2 separate regions of the Macaca mulatta genome follow, and region 1 is linked to region 2. Evidence: chromatin contacts called from public Hi-C data. All regions are on one chromosome and are shown on one strand. Each heading gives the region's core, a stretch centred on a gene start, on an enhancer-like site or on the middle of the called end of the contact. The rest is flanking DNA. Distances are from core to core; before and after follow the strand shown.

Region 1 (3,598 bases), core at 913-3,412, 54 kb after region 2:
AAACAATACTGTTTTGGAAAAGGGTACTCTGAAGTAGGCCCTAAGAGAAGGTTTAAGCTAAGTTCTGGAGAATTTTTAAAAGCACACAGGGAAGGGGATTCAACAAACCTACAAAATATGTTCACGAGGGTAATAGGTTTGGGGCTGAGGTTTGGAAGTGGGAAGAGTGAGCTATTTTACACTGGGTGAACGAAGACATTCTGTTTGGTATGACATTTGGGCCTGAATGATACAGAGGAAACAAGGAATGTGATAATGGGAGAAGGGGAGAATATTCTACATTCTAGACCAAGTACAAATAATCCCTAAATTACTGTCTGTGTATTAGGCTCCATAGATGTAATACACAGAGCTCTTGTTCGATGGTAAAATAATGGGATATGAATTCCTAAATTTAAACAAATTCTCTTTCTGAGCTCATTGTCTCCATCAGTAATAACTAGTACACAGAACATGCGCAATAACGTACACAGAAGTGTTTGGAAACAGAAACTTAATGTACCAAACTTACAAAAATCAGTTTAAAATGACAGGAAGGAAAAGTTATATGATTCTCAGTTAAAAATGGAGAAGTGAGTTATGATCATTGCTGATATGGGTATTAGTATTATTTACATACCTTTACACTGTCTCTTATTGTACTTTTTATGCATATGATTTATTTGCTTTACCAGACTGTAAGCTCCCTGCAGCTGGTAACCAGATTTTCAATATGGCAGCTGACACAGGCTTTTGGTTAGCTAAGATGATATATTAAGCCAATAATTCATTTTACTGTCCTTTGGGGATCTGAATTTGTGTGTGTGTGTGCTCAGAATCCCATCTACTTTCGAGGGATTTGGGGGGCTTATGATATCACGAAAAGTTAATGAAGACAAGTATGGATAAAAACATAATAGAACCCATCTTAAATAGGACAGAAATCATAGGCAGGTAATTGTGTTAATTAGTACCGCTGGCCTTTGGCTGATATTTCCGGGCAGTCAGAGGAAGAAGGAAATCGGCTGAATCCCGCAGTACTGCACTTTAATCGACCTCCAGGTAGTCATTTACAGTCATCTGCAGAGACCAACTTTTCCCTGGACCAAAACCTGCAGGGCACTTGGATCGCGTGGGCTTTCATACGAGAGTCAACAACAGCCTACACGGAACAACTAAGGAAACAGACATACATCAATATGACCCTTCGCAAAGTCTGAGAAAATAACTGAGTAAAGTTATTTACTTGTTTCTGCGGCTAGAGCAAGGACCTCTTGTCATGATGGAAACACTGATGCCTCAACAATGGAATCCTGTTTTCTCGCTAGGGCTGTAGCCCAGGCTTGGCAATAGCAAAACAGCACCTGGGTCGCTTCATCGCCCCAAATAAAAAGCCAGCATTAGCCCAGCTGCTCGCTGGCAGCCTCTGATTCAGGCGGGGTCGGAGTCCCGCACTGGGGGTAGTGCCTCGGCTCGGCCTTCGGAGGGAGGGTTTCAGGTTGCCTGCTGCTAAGGGTCGGGAACATACTGTGTGAGGGTGGGTGTTAGGCCGATGGGGATGGGGGTAGGGAAAGAAGCAACTCAGGGCTGCCGCGTTGCACAACTCCAGGGGGCATCACTGCAGACCCCCTCCTAGAGGTGGAAATCTCTCGTGCCCCGTACACGAAGCAGCTGAAGCCAAGGACATTCTCTTCTCTGTGGGCCACAGGGGCCAACCCAGACCCCGAGAATAAGGGCTACGATCCCACTCCTCCCTCAGACCCCGGAGCTCACCCACCTGCAACTGCAGTCTCCGAAGTCTCCACCCCAGTCTCCCTGCCTCCAGAGGACTGGTTGCGATTGGCCTGCACCGCTGTCCCGTCAACTCTTCCGCAAGTGTGAGTGGCGTAACTGCCGGGCTCTTGGCCTTGGTCCCGCCCTTTGCGCGCCTCCGAAGCCACGCCTACGTGACGTCATACAATGCCGCAAAGCGCAGAGCTGATCTCCGTCTCCGCCCCCAGCTGCTTTCTCCGAGAGGAGGTGGCTGAGCTGGGGGCGGGCTGGGAGGGCTGTCGGTGGGCCACGTGCCCATCTGCGTAGCGACGTCCCGCCCCCTGCGCACGGACGCCGGGAAGAAGGGGGTGGGGCCACGTTTGCGACCGCGCCATCAGGCCCGAGGTAACGGCGAGGTCTGCTTGCAGTGTATGGTTTTCCCTGCCAAACGGTTCTGCTTGGTGCCATCCATGGAGGGCGTGCGCTGGGCCTTTTCCTGCGGCACTTGGCTGCCTAGTCGAGCCGAATGGCTGCTGGCAGTGCGATCGATTCAGCCCGAGGAGAAGGAGCGCATTGGCCAGTTCGTCTTTGCCCGGGACGCTAAGGCAGCCATGGTACTACAGGTCTTTTTTGGTATTTACAGCCTAGGAAGCAGATGTTGGGGGAGGCGGGCCGGGCTGTGGAGACCCCACACTCTCGCGCTGGCGGCGACCTTCTCGCTGTGGAGCCCGTGGCCGGTCCGGGCGACAGCAGCCGGCGCTGCGGAGTTGCGGGCGACGCACGGCCTGGTTTCCACGGCCTTTGTAACCGCCTCGGAGGCCGCGATGGCTGTAAAAATTCTTTCTTTTCCCCTGTTATTTCAAATGGAGACCCTCCTAAACTGTGAAATAAGTGTAAGGAAGGCCGACAAAATTGTGTTTTTCTGTAATGAATGTTTTTATGTCTTTATCTTTAAATGTTATTTTTTTTCTTTGCGTGGGTTCATAACCCATGCTTATTCTGCCTGTTAAATATCCCACCATTCTCCGAGGACTCCCTGCACGTGGTAGGCCCTAGAAATTATTGACAGTATGATATAGTTCGTAGCCCTGCGCTTCACGGGATTGAAGCCAATGAACCTGAAGCCGGAGAGGATACCTTCCTCACTAGATGCCATGGGAAACAGTATTTTACGTAGATTTATTTTAGCTATTATTTTGAAGCAACAAATGGAAAACGGGATTTCCAAACAAATAATCTCTACAATATGGTGCAATTTGAAACAACCGTGAATTACCATCATTTAAAAGACAGTCCTTTCTTAAAAATGTCCCATATTGAAACACCTTTCTGTTTGAAATGTTGACTAGTTGATAATTATAAGGCACATTGGTGAAAATTTTTTACACTTATAATTTGTAAGGAATTGTGAAATGAACTACTTTTAAAAGCCTGCAGTTTTTAAAAGTCAGTGTTAGAATTGAAGAAGAAAAAAACCTGAAAGATATTTTTAAAAATACATACTTTGTCATCTTATATTCTTGCTTTTTTTGTGTGTGTGTGTTTAGTAATTATTTAAAAAATAATATTTGGAGGTGGGAGAGAGCAGAACAAGATAGGTCATGCCTTGCTAATCGTTGAAGCTGGGTGATCAATATATGGGATCTGGAAATACATATGCGCAGATGTAGATACAGGACGGCTGTCACTGCAGAGTTGTTTATGACAGCAAGTCTAGAGCGAGCCTAAAATGTCCAATAAAGGGGAAATAATATTATGAAATATGCTACAGTTAAAACTGCATGGACCAGACGGATGTGTACAGACATAAAATAATTCCCAATACTTATAAATTTAAAAGCTTATATGTGGCAGAATACTACATAAG
Region 2 (3,278 bases), core at 105-2,604:
CTTCTTCTAAAACCTTGATATTTTCTGATTAAGTGCAAGAAAGTGCCAGCACTGATGCATCTGGAGTTGCTGAAGTTCTCTAGATATGCTTACCTGGATAAAAGCCATTTCTAGAAATGTTTGTCTTTCTGTCCTCTCCTTTATATGTTGGTATCCAAGTAACAGAAGCTTGGGGTTTCTACCATCCATTCATTCCCCAGTAATTTCCTCAAAAAATACTTATTGAGCTCCTACTGCGTGGCAGGCACTATTTTTGGTGCTGGGGATATAACACCTCAAAAAATGTGAAAATATGTCATTTTAGATGTCAAACACTATCCCTTTTGTATTGGCTGTCATCACTCTCATAGCAGAAAGGATTCAACAGCTGCAGTCTCTAAAACTTACAAACCTTCCATGCCCAATCACAGAGAACAGCCATTTTCTAAAATCCCATTTCACAATCGTTCTTTACTGGTTGGAAATAGGAATGAGATGTAAGTTCACTTAACCCGTAATCTTTGTGAAGATGACGCACCGCCAATGGCGTAATATAACCAGGCAACTTTTTACAAGCACTAAAACTTGAGAACGAAGTTCCTAGATACTTCATGATAAGACAGAATTAAGAAGTCTGAGGAAAACCAGACGGTAAGTTACGGATCAAAAAAAATTGAGGGTAAATTAGCTAAGCAGTTCAAGAAGAAAAGCATCACAAATCTACATATCAACCCTACCCCAATTCTCTTTAAAGTGTGACTTTCCCCTATATTCTTATAGGGGATTCACTCCCCTGCCAAAAACGATGTTCTTCTCTAAAACTCGTGGTAGGTACATAACAAGTTTACTCCAGGGTCGACGGTTATCAAAGTATCTTTCACCTCCCTCCCGCTGCCTCCTTTGGGACTGTCCAAAAACAGCCTCTGGGAAGAATCGAGTTAGACTGGGCTCCCGGAAAGCCACCCAGGGGAGCAGGGGCGCGCACCTGCCTCGGCCACAACGATGCGGTTGCTGCTGGTAGGAGTCCGGGTAGGAGTCGGGGCAACCTGGAAGATTTCCTCTCTGGATATTAAATGAGAGTCCCGACTGAGTGCCCAGAAACTTCTGTAATCTTGTTTCCGTGGCCTGGGCCCTCCCTAGCCTCCCCGGTCAGGCGACAGACGCGCGTGGCACTGCTCCCGAGCGTGCAGTCCCGCTACGCCGCAGCCCTCGGACCAAACCCGGCAGCAAGCGTTGCGGCCACTTGCCGCTGACCCCTCCGGGCCCCTCCCCACTGCTAGGGCACCCACTGGTCACGGAGCCACCGCTTCCCTGGCCCCCTCCTCAGGCACAGATCCGCTCACCTGCGACCCCGGCGGCACCTCCCCACCGTCGCCCCAAGGGGGGGTTGGAAAAAAGATGCTTCATTGATACCCCGCCCACTGACTGCGCCCGCCCATCTCCTACCACCCATTGGCTGATGTGGCTGCCGCTCATTTGGTAAGGCTCATCCATTGGCTAGAAGGATGTTGCCATTCTGGCTGAGAGCCCGCCCCAGGCCTGGCCTCACAATGGGAATCAAGTCCCAAACCGGTTCCGGGTTAGTGCCCTGGAATTCCGCCCCCTCGTGATTCACCTCCCTCTCTGCGCTCCGTCTGTGGTGCGCGGCTCTGTCAGTCAAGTGGACTCTAGGAAGGGATTGGCTCCTAGTGATCCGCTTGCTGCGCTGTTCCAACTGATTGGGGCACTGGCCGCTGCATCTGCAACTAGTCTCTTGTCCTTGACCTTCACCTGTTAAAAGGGCAAAGAAGAAGTGGGAACCGCGTGCTGCTCCAGTCGGGTTCCTAGACCAGCATCACCTCCTCGACCAGGCTGCGACCTAATTGGCCTCAGCCATTCCTCTAAGACTGCCCGTGCCAAAGGTCTCTGATGACTTCCATATGGCTAAATCTAGGAGTCACTTCTCAGTCCTTATCATGCTATACTTCTCAGAAGACATTTGATTTTTTTTTCTTTTTTTTCTTTTTTTTTTTTTTTTTTTTTTTTTTTTACCATTCTTCACTGTTTCCCCAAATACGTGCTTCTGCTTTCGTCTCTCCCAGTCCTCCTCTATATTCAAGTTTGCAGTTGCTTATTTTCTGCCGTCTCACGTTCAGGTGTTCGTGACTAGTGCACCTTTCTTTCCGCTGACTCTGTCCAGGCCTCTGTGGAGTCACCTGAATTCCATCAATAGCCTCCTAACTGGTCTCGCAACATCCTGTGTGCCGGACTGTAGTTCATTCTTCACCTTGTAGCCAAAATGAGCTGCTTAAAGTTTTTTAGTGGAATCTCACCACTGGTGATACAGTACAAACTCCTTATCGAACCTGAAAAATAAGGCACTTACTTTTCCTTCAAGCTTCATCTCTCAACATCATACCCACTTTTCTTCTTCCTTACCCCATTCCCTTTGCTTCTTTCAGTTCCTGAACTCTACAGTGGCCTAGGAAGGCAGTTGGCATTATTGTGTTTTCTCCCTGTTTCTCCGCTATGCCTAGCATTCATTTTAGAAATTCCTTTCTAAAGGAAGGCTTCCAGAATTATCTCCATTCATCCTCCCTCCACTTCCAAGCTTTCCCTTCCATGTAGGTTTGCCAGATAAAAATAGGACGCTCAGTTAAATTTGAAGTTCAGGTTAAAAGCAAATAATTTTTAATCTGTCCAGTGGAATATTTGGTATCCATATGTTTATTTGCTAAATTTTTAAAAATAAAAATTTTTATTTACTAAATCTGCAAGCCTACTTCAGCGAGCTCTCATCACGGCCTTTCCTCTGACAGCTCTTATCACATATTTTATGTGGGTGGGGCTTTTCTTGTTCACCGTTATGAATAACGCAGTGCCTAGAATGTAACAGACACTCAAAAAAGATTTGGTAAATAAATGGTGGAATATTGTGGACGAATGGTGAATCCTTGCTGGATATTCTTGGAGGAACTCTCTCATAAAATAGGAAGTAATTATGAAATATGCTCTTTAAAATGTAATGATCGGTTTAACCTTACAGATTGTTACTTACGACTTTGTCAGTAAGCATAGACATGCTTGTCAAAGAAGCATGTCTATAGTTTTGCCTATGTAGATCAAAAGAAACTTTTGTAATTTTGGGAAAAATACAAGTTGTATTTTATAATTTTGGATTTTGTTTGTGGTGGGTGGTTTTTGTTTTTTTTTGTTTGTTTGTTTGTTTTTGATGAGTACAGTGAAAAAGTAAGAGAACTAGCTATCCCCATCTTAACCAGACACTTATCAGTTCTGTTCAGAGCCTGTCCACCACTTGA

The links. Hi-C and Micro-C count contacts between places; a contact is called where the count stands out from the background.
Region 1: a contact with region 2 is called in a Hi-C map of fetal cortex germinal zone, with 3 times the contacts expected there. The contact joins the promoter of AASDHPPT here to the promoter of MSANTD4 in region 2. A contact is called at or near these places in 4 of 14 Hi-C or Micro-C datasets (cortical neurons, fetal cortex germinal zone, fetal cortical plate and 1 more).

Annotation. Positions count from the first base shown.
Region 1 is chr14:106,924,189-106,927,786 of T2T-MMU8v2.0, forward strand. AASDHPPT (aminoadipate-semialdehyde dehydrogenase-phosphopantetheinyl transferase) reads left to right here and starts at 2,163. Exons shown (of 6, transcript NM_001171189.1): 1 at 2,163-2,345. The coding sequence starts at 2,163. KBTBD3 (kelch repeat and BTB domain containing 3) reads right to left here and starts at 1,866. Exons shown (of 4, transcript NM_001260755.1): 1 at 1,757-1,866; 2 at 954-1,154.
Region 2 is chr14:106,871,382-106,874,659 of T2T-MMU8v2.0, forward strand. MSANTD4 (Myb/SANT DNA binding domain containing 4 with coiled-coils) reads right to left here and starts at 1,355. Exons shown (of 3, transcript NM_001194188.2): 1 at 94-1,355. It overlaps LOC144334600 (a long non-coding RNA gene), which reads left to right and starts at 1,638. Exons shown (of 3, transcript XR_013404563.1): 1 at 1,638-1,880.